2 separate regions of the Triticum aestivum genome follow, and region 1 is linked to region 2. Evidence: chromatin contacts called from public Hi-C data. All regions are on one chromosome and are shown on one strand. Each heading gives the region's core, a stretch centred on a gene start, on an enhancer-like site or on the middle of the called end of the contact. The rest is flanking DNA. Distances are from core to core; before and after follow the strand shown. Region 1 holds the start of LOC123105921 (E3 ubiquitin-protein ligase WAV3). Region 2 holds the start of LOC123105920 (ABC transporter C family member 13).

Evidence for each region. A called contact is a pair of places that touch in the nucleus more often than the background predicts.
Region 1: a contact with region 2 is called in a Hi-C map of leaf, with 2.4 times the contacts expected there. The contact joins the promoter of LOC123105921 here to the promoter of LOC123105920 in region 2. A contact is called at or near these places in 2 of 5 Hi-C or Micro-C datasets (both in leaf).

The regions. Positions count from the first base shown.
Region 1 is chr5A:678,693,399-678,699,907 of IWGSC CS RefSeq v2.1, forward strand. It overlaps LOC123105921 (E3 ubiquitin-protein ligase WAV3), which reads right to left and starts at 3,735. Exons shown (of 2, transcript XM_044528104.1): 1 at 3,307-3,735; 2 at 1-1,511. The coding sequence starts at 3,537.
Region 2 is chr5A:678,404,783-678,411,098 of IWGSC CS RefSeq v2.1, forward strand. It overlaps LOC123105920 (ABC transporter C family member 13), which reads right to left and starts at 2,555. Exons shown (of 11, transcript XM_044528103.1): 1 at 1-2,555. The coding sequence starts at 2,033.

The sequences.
Region 1 (6,509 bases), core at 2,485-4,984, 290 kb after region 2:
ATCGACACGGCCTGGGAGAAATCGCCTCCGTCGGCTGCAGCCCGCGCAGCGGACATGTCCTCCATAGCTTGAACACGGTGCCACTCGCGCTCAACCTCAGGAGACATTTTGCAGTCCACAGAGTATGCAGGACGCTCAACACTCACTTCTTCACCCTGTACCTGAATGCTCTCTGTTGTAACTGCATCTTGGTATGTACAGCTTGGTTTGATCAGTACAGTCTGCTGCCCCTGTGCAGCTGGGACATGTAGGGTGATCAGAAACCCCCTCTCTTCATCTGCATACAGGTCACCGATATCGACTGACCCGTTACGTCCATCCATGGCTACTTCACTTGCATAGCCGCCTGACTTGATGGAGGTAAGTACCACGCCTTCGTCTACACACTCGACGCCCAGCCGCATCTCCTTGACCACAACACTGAGGAGGCCACCAATACACTGAGCAAATCCGTTCTGTATTGAGCCTTCAGCATCAATAAATGAGAATGTGCCGCTAGATGTCTCAGCAATAGCATGCATCGCAGCCGAGTCATGATCTGCACCGAAACCAAAGGTGTGGATTTGCACATGATTACCTGTTCCAGGCAGGATTGAGGGAGGAACAAGCATGCTGTGGTTTGTCTGAACCCCGTCGTCAAAGGTTGGTACTGAATATGTGTCTTGACCATCTGACAGAAGGATGATGCTGCAAACAGAATTCTTCAGCCGACGGTGCTCAATGACTTTAGCACCCTTCTTTAGCCCATCAGAAATGTTTGTGCCGCCACCATCAACAAGGGAGTTCACAGCCTGCATGGCTTGCATTCGTCCGTTGACGTTCATTTGGCGAAGGGGAAAGAGCCTCCGTGCCGTAGACGAGAAGGCAATGACAGACAGCCGGTCATTGGGTCCAAGCGTCTGGATGACAAAGCCCATTGCCTTCTTGAGAAGCGCAAGTTTGGCCCCTTTCATGCTGCCACTGACATCAAGCACGGTCACAAGGTCAAGAGGTGCACGGGAGCTCACGGACTCCAAGGACTTTGGAGCCTTGAGATGGATCAAGATAGAAAAGACCTTCTGGGTCACTGATTGCTGTATGGCTTGCACTTCTGAATATGTCTTGATTTCAACCAAACCAGTAACTGCATTGTTCTCCTCCACAGTTTCAGACTGAATATCTATTGGCTCATCGTCATTGAAAATGTCTGCCTCAGGAGTACGGAAGACAGGAAATTGCTCCAGCAGATTTCCACTGTATGAGTTGGAAAGCCTGCGGATAACAGCCATGTGTCCGTCGTCTTGGGGCCAATTTACCGGGCTTACTCTAGCTCTCCCATGAGTGGCATCTGCAAGTTGAGGTCCCTGGAAGGGCAGTTCTTTCCAGTCGGCACGGCATATTGGGCAGATATGGTTGCCATGCCTAACATTTGAAGTGATGCAATGGAAATGGAACTTATGGGAGCATTCAGCAGTAAACAGGGCCTGTCCGTGCCCTGTCCTCATACTGCCAAGGCAGATGGCGCATACCCTCTGGAATCAAGAAAGCCAGCGCAAAGGAGTTAGCATGATAGAATCAGAGCTTGCAACTGAGCACAAAAATAAACATAGCTTCTACCCCAATTGGTTATAAAATGTGCTCCGAATGATGCGTAAAAAATGTGCTCTGAAGAATAATGCCATTGAAACACTTGTGTTGACGTACACATCAGACAAGCACACTAACAGTGTTGCAGATTTTCATTCAGCATGCTGCGGATAAGCAAGACTGCATGAGGCTCTGTACAACCAATCAAATGGAAGGGACTTGTCACGCAATAGAAGAGAAGAACTAAAGGTTGGTTATACACTTCTCATGAAAGTCCAAGAGCCAGAATTTGCATAGCTTGAAAATTGGCATCAGGTATACGATATCAGAAAATATGAACCGGAACATCCTAACACCGTATTCTGCTTTCTTTCATTCTTGGCAAGCATTAACAATCAGAGCAGTAAAACCAAAGTAAATTAACATACTCTTTCTTTTTCTTTTTTTTGAAAGAAAGGGGTTTCCCCTGGTTCCACCCATTTTATTGAATGAAACCACAGTAAACATAGTCATGAAGGAGCTCGGGAGCAGTCCAAGTGACTGACCAGAGGAAAATTAACACAGTACTATTTCGCTATATAAAGTGGGTTGGCAATTTGGCGTCAGAAAATATTTTTTATAAGTCAAAGTAATTCACCACGTTGCATAAAGGACTCTGGTTGTTGAAGCCAACTGACGGCCTACCAACCAGTCAACGCACATGGAAAGACAAACGGCAGGAAAAGAATAAATATGAAAATGTTACTGCATGACCATGATACTACAGTTAAAACTTAACAAACTGCACCAGAGGGCATTACAGGTTAAGCCTGCAGCCACGAAATACTTCAGTTGTTCTTCAGTGGCAGTATAACTGTAGAAAAAACATGCAATCTTTCATCAAAGAAAAAACAAATAAGAAAACAAATGCAATCCATCAGCTACAGCTCTGGCCTAGCCTCCAAACTCAATCCGGTGAGCCATGCCCTGGCCCATGGATTTTATATTTATTTAAAATAACATGTTAGGCACGTGGGCAACTACACTAGTATAGTACAGTATAGTATAATCCTCATATGTTAATTTCAGTTGGTGTTCACAAGGTGTAGTACAAGTTGGAAGGACTTTTCAGTTTGGCGATTTCCTTGTGAGGAAAGTTACCGCCTTGGTGGCAGATGATTGGTCAAAACAAAATGAGGACAAGCAAAGAGAAAACAATTGGTAACTGAAAACTGCAGGTAGCTGGTGACAGGCGAGAAAGCAAAAGAATTGGCGTGACTTGTGGATCTATCTATTAACTTGTTCCTTCGAGAAGGATGAATTTCACGAAAAAACAGTTGGGAAATTGGTGAGCACATTCAGTGAATATCACGGCAATAAATATCACAGTATCTTTTAAATAAATTTTAATGTTAATAAGAGAAGGCACACCAAAAGAAATAAATTTCTCCCGATTTTGTTTGTTTGATGGAGATGGCACGCGGAAACGATGAACTCCGTCAAACTCGCACGGTGATCTTTCACTAGTACATGCAGAGATGAGACACGGAAATGATGAACACTGTTTTTTTTTTTTTTTGGAAGGATGACGAGCACGGTCAAACTCCTGCGGCGATCTTTTACTGCTACCGTGGAACAAATCCAATCCCCGCACGATCTTTTCCCCCACGTCTCCACGCGGTTTGGGACGGGCCGGAGCGAACGGAAGAACAAGCAAGATTGGGAAATGGATGGAGATGGCCAAGAAGATGAAACCCTCACCTTGGAGCCCCGGCTGCCGGAGCTGGAGAGCCGCCGCGAGGACACGGACGGCGACCTGGCCCTCTCCTCCTCCCCCGTCGCAGGGCCCGGCGCCGCGGCCGACGGTGGATGATGCGCGTCGCGTCCCGGCGGCGGCGGCGGGGCGTCCTCGATGGCCCTCTGGCGGTCCGGCACGCGGATGCAGAGCTTGGTGGCGAGCGCGCGCTTGGCCCGGCCCCAGGCGTCCGCCATTGCTACCTCCTCCCGAGTCCCGACCCGGCCCGGCCCTCTCTCACGCGCACAGAGGTGGGAAAGCGGAAGTGGGATCGCTCGGCGGAGGAAGCGGATCAGGAAGGGGCGCCGGAGGGAGGGAGGAGTTGGTTGGCTCGGGTCCCGGCTTCCCCTCGTCGCGCGTTCGCCGCGGGCGTCCGTTTCTTGGTTGATGCGGAGCGTCGCGCCGAATAAAACAACGGGGGAGCAGGGGGAACTCGTTCGTGCTTGGCTTCCCCGTTTTGCCCTCGGGCCAGAGGGTGTGGGCGCGCCGGGATCCCCGGTCAGCGCGGGGCGTTTCGGGGATTTCGCGCCCGTGGCGCGGGGTGTTCAACCTCATACTTGGTTGGCTGACTCCTGCCTGTCTGTCAGTCTGTGCTTCGAATTCAGAATTCATCCATTCTCTTTTCTTTTTTGAGGGGAGAATTCAGAATTTGTTCGTGTGCAAGTGAAGAATTGAACTTGTCAGTCGGTTTCACTTGTGCGACGCGAGGAATGTTCAAGGTTTTACGGGGTCTGTTCCGATTCGATTTCGCAGCCGCAGACGAGGCGGCGGCGGCGGCGGTTCGTGTGGCCAGCGGCGACGGCGAGCACGTTTTTGTCACAACATTGGCGTGAATTGATCACATGTCACATTTGCACGTCCTCCATGAAGGTGTTGCTAAACGTGGTCCGAACAATGTATCCTTCAAGGTCATGTGTCAAACGTCCTGGATCGGTCTAAACGTCTGAATTGTCATAAATCGAAAGTAGACCTGAGAAAGGTCAGTGCATGTCCGGACCTATGCCACATAGGCATCCGACACCTCGGACACAACCAAAAACTCGATTCAGAGCCCAGCTTTTATCACTCCGCCCCTCTGTCACTGGTTGGTCTGTACCCGCGTACACGGGCGGAGCTTAGTTGGGACAAAACCGGGCCATGGCCCGCCCATGATTTCCATGACTTTTTTTATTACTATGTATGCTTTACTCAGCCCAGTCCACCATCGAGTATACCACACAGCAGGATCAGCCGTCGCTGCCCGTGTCTCGCACAGACGCAGATCTTGCATGACACAACCAACCCCACCACCGCGCGGATAGCACAGTTCATCACTGCTAAACACAGACACGAGAATGCTCACACGCGTCACCTCACCTTAGTTGTTGTCCGACGCCACAATGTCAGCCTCAACATTCTTCCTGCTCCACGGCTCCGCTCGCCTCCATGCGACCTCGCCATGTCCCCATCCTCCCTCCCCTCCGGGCTTCAGCCTCCGCCGACAACTACCGAGTATAGCCTATGTTCACCTCCTAACATCGATGTTGCTAGGTGATTTCTAATTATCTCTGGAGCATGTGTTTCTATTATCAATTGGTTGAACCGAGCATAACTAATGCATTTTTCTTTGGTGAATCAGTTGGTGTTTGTACCTAATGCTAAATATTTTTTCTTAAGTGCATTTGAGTGCATGAAGATAATTGAAACAAGCTTGCATAACAAGGTACAAGATGAGTATCGTGCTGCTAACTTGTTTGTCAACATAGGGTGAAAAATTATTGACAACAAAAGGGGCTGATTAGTGACTAATGCCTCAAAATTGTGTGCTCTTTTTCAGCCTGGCCCGCCCAACTTTTTCTTTAAAGCTCCGCCATTGCCCGCGTAGTCCGGAAAACGATGTTGCTGCTGTACCACTCACTTCGTAGCCTAGGCCTTGTCGGACCTCCGCCGCTCCACCCGGACGCAAGCTCCGACTTGCCTACGCCTCCTTTCCATCCATGGTTCGACCGCCACCTAGGTACCCTCTGCCCATACACATTGCAGCCCATGGTGGACACCACGCCCCGACAATTGTTTAGCCAAACACCATAGCCAAATTTATTGATGTTTTCTTGTTTACTTTGCATGAAACACAATTGATTCCAACACAAAGATAAGAAGAAGCTGAAAAGGCCGAACACGATGCAGAAAATATTATATTTTCCCAAAGACAAGAAGAATCTAAAAAGGATATGGAGAGGGCATGCATTTGGAGTGCTCCAAACCCGTTTTTGCAATTGTTCGAGGAGATGTAAAAATATGCGATCCATAGACACTGGGGAGGTGATGACAGCTTGTGTGATTATGCACAACATGCACAGACGATGAGCGTGATGGAGTTCGTCACTATCAGAAATTTGAGCGCATGAGTGATCCCACTGAACGCTTCCATAGCAAAATCTAGCGATGTTTGAGGATTTTATTCAAATGCATCAATAGAATCGACATCGAGCAACTCATGAGCACATTTGTGGGCGCTTCGCGGGGAGAACTAAAAAGATGTGTCCGAATAAGTTGAAGTTCAAATTTGAACTATTTTATTAGAAAAGTTCTTGTTTGGATTGTAATATTTATGTTTGAATTATTTTTGCATTGGAATATTTACACAACAAGATTATGGATGAAGGATTGACTATTTTAAATGCTCCAAATGTAGAAAATAAAATAGGCTGGCCATTTGATGCATAGGATTGGATGACCGCCCCGCTACCCATTGTTCGTAGACACGTCGGAACGTGTCTGTGAACGTTTGGGGTGTCCGATCAGTTGGACTGCGTTGGAGATGCCCTGACAGAGTATTCCTTCATTTGGATTACTTGTGAATTTCCAAATCCCAATGTATTGAAAATCATTCATTGCTTGTTCTCCTCATTTTCTTAGGCAATGACAGTGGGGAGCGTGTCTTTCAGGCATGCTCCATGAGACTAGCCACAGTGGGAGTAACTTCAGCAGTAATATCGAGTCCAACTTAACAAATTTGCGTGTGTGACAATGAGTTAATGAAGAGAGAGGTAGTTTGAGTAACTTAGCTAGTTACTGTAACATCACATGTCCCATGCAATATGAGTCTATAACCTAATAAATGAAGCTTTGCATGACATCACACTTATATTACTACCCACTATAAAGATAGTAACATAGTCTAGGGATA
Region 2 (6,316 bases), core at 1,305-3,804:
AGTATAGAGGACAATAGACTTGATTTGCCAGAACCAATCACACCACAGACTGCTACTCTCATGCCTCTCACCACACTAAGTTGTATATCAGAGAGCGTAGGGTTTGAGCAAGATGGGTTCCAAGAGAAACTGCCATCCCTGATATCGATTGCCTTGTCTGTACTACCCTGTGGAACACTTATTGTTGCATCATCCGGCAACTCTTCTTGCCGTAAGAAGTGAGACAACCTGTCCAAAGACACCCTCGTCTGAGCTATCATGGAGATGAGATCAGGGAAATTCCTCAGAGGCTCTTGAAGGATCCTAAAGGTAGCTAATGCAGAGAGAACACCTCCGGCAGTGAGCTCGCCACCAAGCAATATACAAGTGCCGAAAGTTATGACCGAGACAAAGATTGGCGAACTCCAGAAAACAAACGTAACTGCGGCCTGTGAGTACAAAGCCCACTTGAGCCACCTGCATTCAACATTCCTCATCTCTTCAAGCATTATCCTATACCGGTCCTCCCATGCCTGCAACTTGAGAATTCTCATACTCTTCAAGCACTCTGCAGTCTTGCGCATTCGCTCATCCTTTGCTGCCATCAGCTTATCTTGGTAGTGCTCCTGCAGCTTCGCCACAGGAACCGAGGCAGCAATTGACAGCGCGGTGGCTATCAATGTCGAGACAGTGGCGATCCCGACATTCTTGTACAGGATGGCGAGCGCAAGGATGATCTGCAGTGGAAGCATCCATATGTCATGAAAGTACCACGCATAGTCCCCCACCCGCTGCACATCGACCGCCATGTAATTCACAATCTCACCGCTCGTATGGCTCTGCTTTGAGGCATTCGACAGCCTGAGGCCCTTCCGGTACACCATGGCCGTCAGCCCGGACTTGACATGGATCCCCATGACGTCCACGCCCAGGTACCACTGGCGAGCAGTGAGCGTCTCAATCAACTTTGATACGAAAAATACGGAGGCAAGGATGTAACCTTCATGGGGGAAGGCAATTTTGCCACTGAGGTAGTCCACAAAGTAGCTGATCAGGTAGGGGCCGACATAGGACACGACGGTGTTCACCGCGGCGAAGGCGCCGTTGATGGCCGCCTCCCGCCAGAAGGACTTGAGTATTGCCCATGCCAGCGATGGCTCCTTGTCAGGGCACTCCAGCCGTTGGCGCTCATAGTGACTGCTCATGGCCTTGTAGCAGAACTTGGCACGATCCTTGTGAGCCAGCAAGGGTATGTCAGCCAGCTCGAGCGGCCTCTTGGCCCCAACCGAGAGCAGCGGACTGAGCCATGAGAGCGTTGCAAGGCTGAGGATCCCGGCATCGCCGTAGGGAGTCACCCGCAGGCAGCCGGGCTCCTCCTCGGCACCTCTGCGCTGGCCGCCGAGCAACAGGGGCTCGTGGACACCGGTGTCGTCATCACTGAACTCCAACTCGACACCGCTGGAACCCATCACACCAACCAAGCAGAGGAAGCCGAGGGCCGGCAGCGACGCGAAGTTGGCGACCATGTGCGCGTAGTCCGCATCACGGTCGTCGGCGCCCATGAGGCGCCTGGAGTCGTCGAAGGCGATGGCGACGGAGAGCGCGAAGGCGAGCACCCACCAGACCCGGACGAGCGCCGGGAACCTGCCGCGGCCCCCGGCGCGCGCCCGCAGCGCGAGCGCCAGCAGGGCCGCCCAGGCCAGCGCCTGCACGGCCGGCAGCAGCAGCGCCTCGGCCTCGACGGGCGGCGGCGCGGCCGCGACCTCGTAGGTCAGCGCGGCGAGCTGCGCCAGCAGGACGTAGGCGCAGCAGGCGAGGGCGGCCCTGAACCAGGCGCCCCCGGCGGCGGGCGGCGGGGAGGCGAGGGGCGGCCCATCGTGGACGAGGTTGCGGGCGCGGCGGGGCGGCTTGAGGCAGGAGGCGCAGCGGGAGGCGAGGGCGCGCGCGCCGCGGAGGAGCAGGAGGAGGAGCGCGAGGGCGAGCAGCGCGGCGTGCGCGGCGGCGGCGGCGGCCTCCGTGAGGGGGAGGGGGGTGTGGGCGCGGAGGCGCGGCATTGGGTGGGTGGGATCGGGGGCGTCAGGAGGAGGGGGCGGGGGGCGGCGAGGGGTTTAAAAGGCATTGGGGGCCTCCCACCCGGCCGCTGGCGAGAGAGCTCAGGGCGGGCGGGCGGGCGGCGGGCGCGGATGGGAACAAAGGCGGGGGTTTTGGCCGCTACCGGCTCGCCGGACGAGGCGAGTGACGGGGGAGATTCGGTGGATTTTTGCGTCTAAATGCAGCGGCAGCGCACGGATGGATGGATGGATGGATGAAGGAAGGAACGGGGTGTCTCTCCCGCCCGCCCCGTGCCCGTTGCTGCTACGTGTTCTTGGGCGATCCCGCTCGTCGGCGCTGCGTGTCCGCGCGCCCGTGCCGCGTGGGGGGCGGGGAGATGCGGTGAGGGAGGAGTAGGTGGGTGGAGGTGGGATTTGGGGGTCGGGGGCGACGGTGGGAGAGGAGAGGAGAGGAGTCGAGTCAGGTCAGGTGGTAGGGGGCGTGTTGGTTTTCCACTGAGGAGGAGGGGACGGTTTTTGGGTTGCAGACGGGACGACGACGATGACGAGCGAGGCGGCATTTATAGACACACGGCAAGCAAGGAGAGTTGCGGGTGGGTTTTTCCTTTTCCTCTTCGGACCGTGCGTGGCAGGGTTGGGTTCGCAGTCCTTAATTTTCTTCCGATGATAATATATGTACTAGGAGTATTTATTACTCGATCTAGTCTGGCGACTCTTGTTTGTTTCAGACACACTGCACGTGAACGCATCCTTGCTAAGAGTGTACCACCACCACTATTCTACTGCCACTACCACTGTGTTCCTATTAAAAAAAGGGTGACACATGTGCAGTTAAAACATACTCCCTCCATTCCAAAATATAGCGCGCCCACGCTTTTCGAGGTTCAACTTTGACCATAAATTTAACCCACGAGACCGACTGCGGCGGGATCAAAAATTATATAATTAAAAACTTTTTTTGAATACGAATTCATTGGTATAATTTTTTCGCCCGCCGCAGTCGGTCTTGTTGATTAAATTAATGGTCAAAGTTGAAGCACGGAAACCGAGGACGCGCTATATTTTGGAACGGAGGGAGTAAAAAACTACAGGTATTTTCCAGTAGGAGGAAAAGAGCTTTTAGGAACCTTCATCTCCAAAAGCATCTGCAATCAGAATAGGCAAATATGCCCACCCGGCCATCCCTCGTTTGTGTTCACTTCTGTCCTCGTTCCCTCGTATCCAAAATATCAAATGCATAGGCAAGAATAACTAATGACCTAACAGACACACCCGTCACCTCCGCAGAGGATGGCACCCAATCTCCGCCGCCGGCACCTCCTCCTTTGTGTCTCCCTCTTACGGCGGCTGGCTTACTCCGTCGGGCAAAGCCCGATGGCGGCGGGATCCTCCCATGTGTCGTGTCGTGCGACACCGATGGGTGTGTTGCGTCTATCCAAGTCTGAGCATGGTCGTTGAGATCGTAGAAAAGTGGTAGCGACAACACATAATTGACTTCAATTTGGTTGTGCTCCTCGAGTACCCGGTCTCGAGGTCTCGAGTGAAAATCCTAGGTTTGACCCGAGTGGGTTATTCCTCACAATGGTGATATTTTTGTGTCATATCTTGTTGAAGGCATTGCTCGGATATGCTTAGACATGTTCTTCAGAGTGAAAAACCTAGAATCCGACCTCTGGTGGTTGGATCCGGCTATGAAGACGCTTGAGCATCGCCCTTCATGAAGGTGTTGCTATTGAAGAACCTAGTCATCATGTGATGTAAAGAAATTGTTGATACGGATATGATCATTGTTGTAGTTTGTCGATCATTGTTTGATCGCTTCGGATCTTTTTCCTTTTTTCTCGCACAAATGCATAATTTTCGTCTTGTATGACTTAGCTATTTGCCGGCGTGTCTAGATGTGTGTGCGTTCGTGTTGCCTGTGTGCATCCTAACTATGTATAGGCCAGGTGTGTACTCATTGTGTTTGTATTTACTTGATGCTACATCTGTAAAATTCACCCTTTGTCGAAAATCGAATACATAGGCAAGCATGAAACGTGGATTAACACACGTACTTTCATAGTTCGTACATGATATACAACATAGTTCATATAGAACATATCAAAATAGAACATAGCATAATAAAGTTCATTATACATGTCATTGGAGTACCAAATTTTAGCATTTTCTATAGGACATGGCATAGGGAACTTTATCATATTTGCCATCTGAGTACCAAAATGTAGCATGTTATATTCATAGGATTAGAGAGGAAGTTCAACCACGGACGTCGCAGCCTGATGAGTGATATTTTTACATTCATTTCACCTTTGCTTAAACCGAGATATTTTAATTAAAAAGAGATATTCGCCCCGATATTGATACTAATGAATAATGAATGCAAAGGATTCTCCAAATCCTCTCTTTGATGTGTTTCCACAAGAAATGGACTAAAAAGGAAGAAATCACGTGTGAAAATGGAATGGAAGGAGAATGGAGGAAGAAGGAATCACCAGGAGATGTCTGCGTGAAAACAACACAAAAGACGGCGTTCTGAGCGTTCGTATGGCGTGAATTCCAAGGCAGGTCGTCCACCTAAACAACTTTCGTTAAAAGGACCCCGTCGAAATGTCAACAAGGAGATGAGCACAGAAGCCAGAACCTCTTCACCATCATCCTCATCCGCAAACCCTAGCCGTCACCATCTCCACCACCACCGTAGTGCTCATCCATCCCATTCATACTTGTACATGCATCGCACAAGACATCCATTTTAAAATATATTGCAATCAAACAATCAATCTCAGATGTGTTCTTCAATGTTTTTTTCTCGTGATCTGCTCTCCATATGTGAGTAGTTCGGTAAGGTATGGGTTAAGACTTGTAATCCGAGGTATTTGTTGATGGGATCAATGGAAGACTTCGACATAACGTCCCGTATGTGTGAAATAAAATTGTTTCATGAAGATTTCTCTTGTCTTGTCCGTGATCTTGATCCCCGCAGGTACCCAGGATCATGGAGATCGACCACCGGTGATGCTAGGAGCAAGGAGACCGTGAAGTGTTATACTGAACACCAGTGATAGTAAGGTTTAGTAGGGCAATATGGATCATATCCTTGGGGAGAAATTAGGTGTAGTCATTAAATGCCCGAAGCTCTTGTCTGATTTCATTATCTTAATTATCAAGGCAACCCCGCGCGACGGATAGGGCATGCGGTAGGACAACTGATTCTTCATGCAGGACTCATGCCAGTCGAGATGTTATTTGGACATGTCCCCCACTTTGATCTGCAACAAGCACATCTCGACGGGTGACTTCCAGCGCATAAACTAATATATTGTTTGATCCCAGCACAAATACAAGGTTGTAAGCATAAGACCTCATACCCGTACCTCTTTTTATTATAAGTGTTTGAATCACTATTTGCTTGTCGATCCGGTCAGAAGCTGGATTTGACACTTTGGCGAAAGCTTGCTAGAGACCATCTCTTCAAGGCAATCTTCCTCTCGTGGGTTTGATAACCCTGGGTCACCTCTGGGGAAATAGGTGCGGGATACTCTTTTCTGTTCCAATACCGGATCAATAAAAAGGAGATATCACTGCCCTGGTACTTGCCCTTGTCCTCGTGGTCATGGAAGTAGCGCTCGAAGATGCAATAGCAATGGAAGAACTACCAAAGGGTAACATCATGCCACGACCCAGCCATCCCAGGAGCAATCCTCCACATACAGCCAACCTAGGAAGGTAGAAGGCCATCCAAACAATAGTTTCCTTCAACTTAGACTAGCCAGCCCAACCAACATTTTGTTGCAAGCTCCGGTAGAAGGCCATCCAAACAATAGTTTCCTTCAACTTAGACTATCCGGCCCGACCAACATTTTGTTGCAAGCTCCTCCACTGCGCAATACTGATCGAGATGGATTAGCTCGGCGCCGGAGTTGAACGTGTCGGGCATGACACTAGACATGTTTAGATCCTCCTCTTTGTGAGGGGAGGCCGACTCGGGGCACTGATGGCTCGCGCTTACTCCATCGGAGGCCACAGGCAGCCCTAGCTTTCTACTTTGTCTGGATCCGAATACGGGCATTGATAGCTCACAAGTAGGGGATTTATTGTAGCTCTTTTCAATAAGTAAGAGCATCAAACTCAATGAGGAACAAAAGGAAATGGTCAATAGATTTCAGTAAGAGCCCACTATAAAAGCTGCAAAGATTGTTTGATGGTTTGTTCGATCACATGAACAATTGCCAGAACATGAATTATAACAAAAGTAGACCAAGTTACTTTCAGTAGACAAAAGT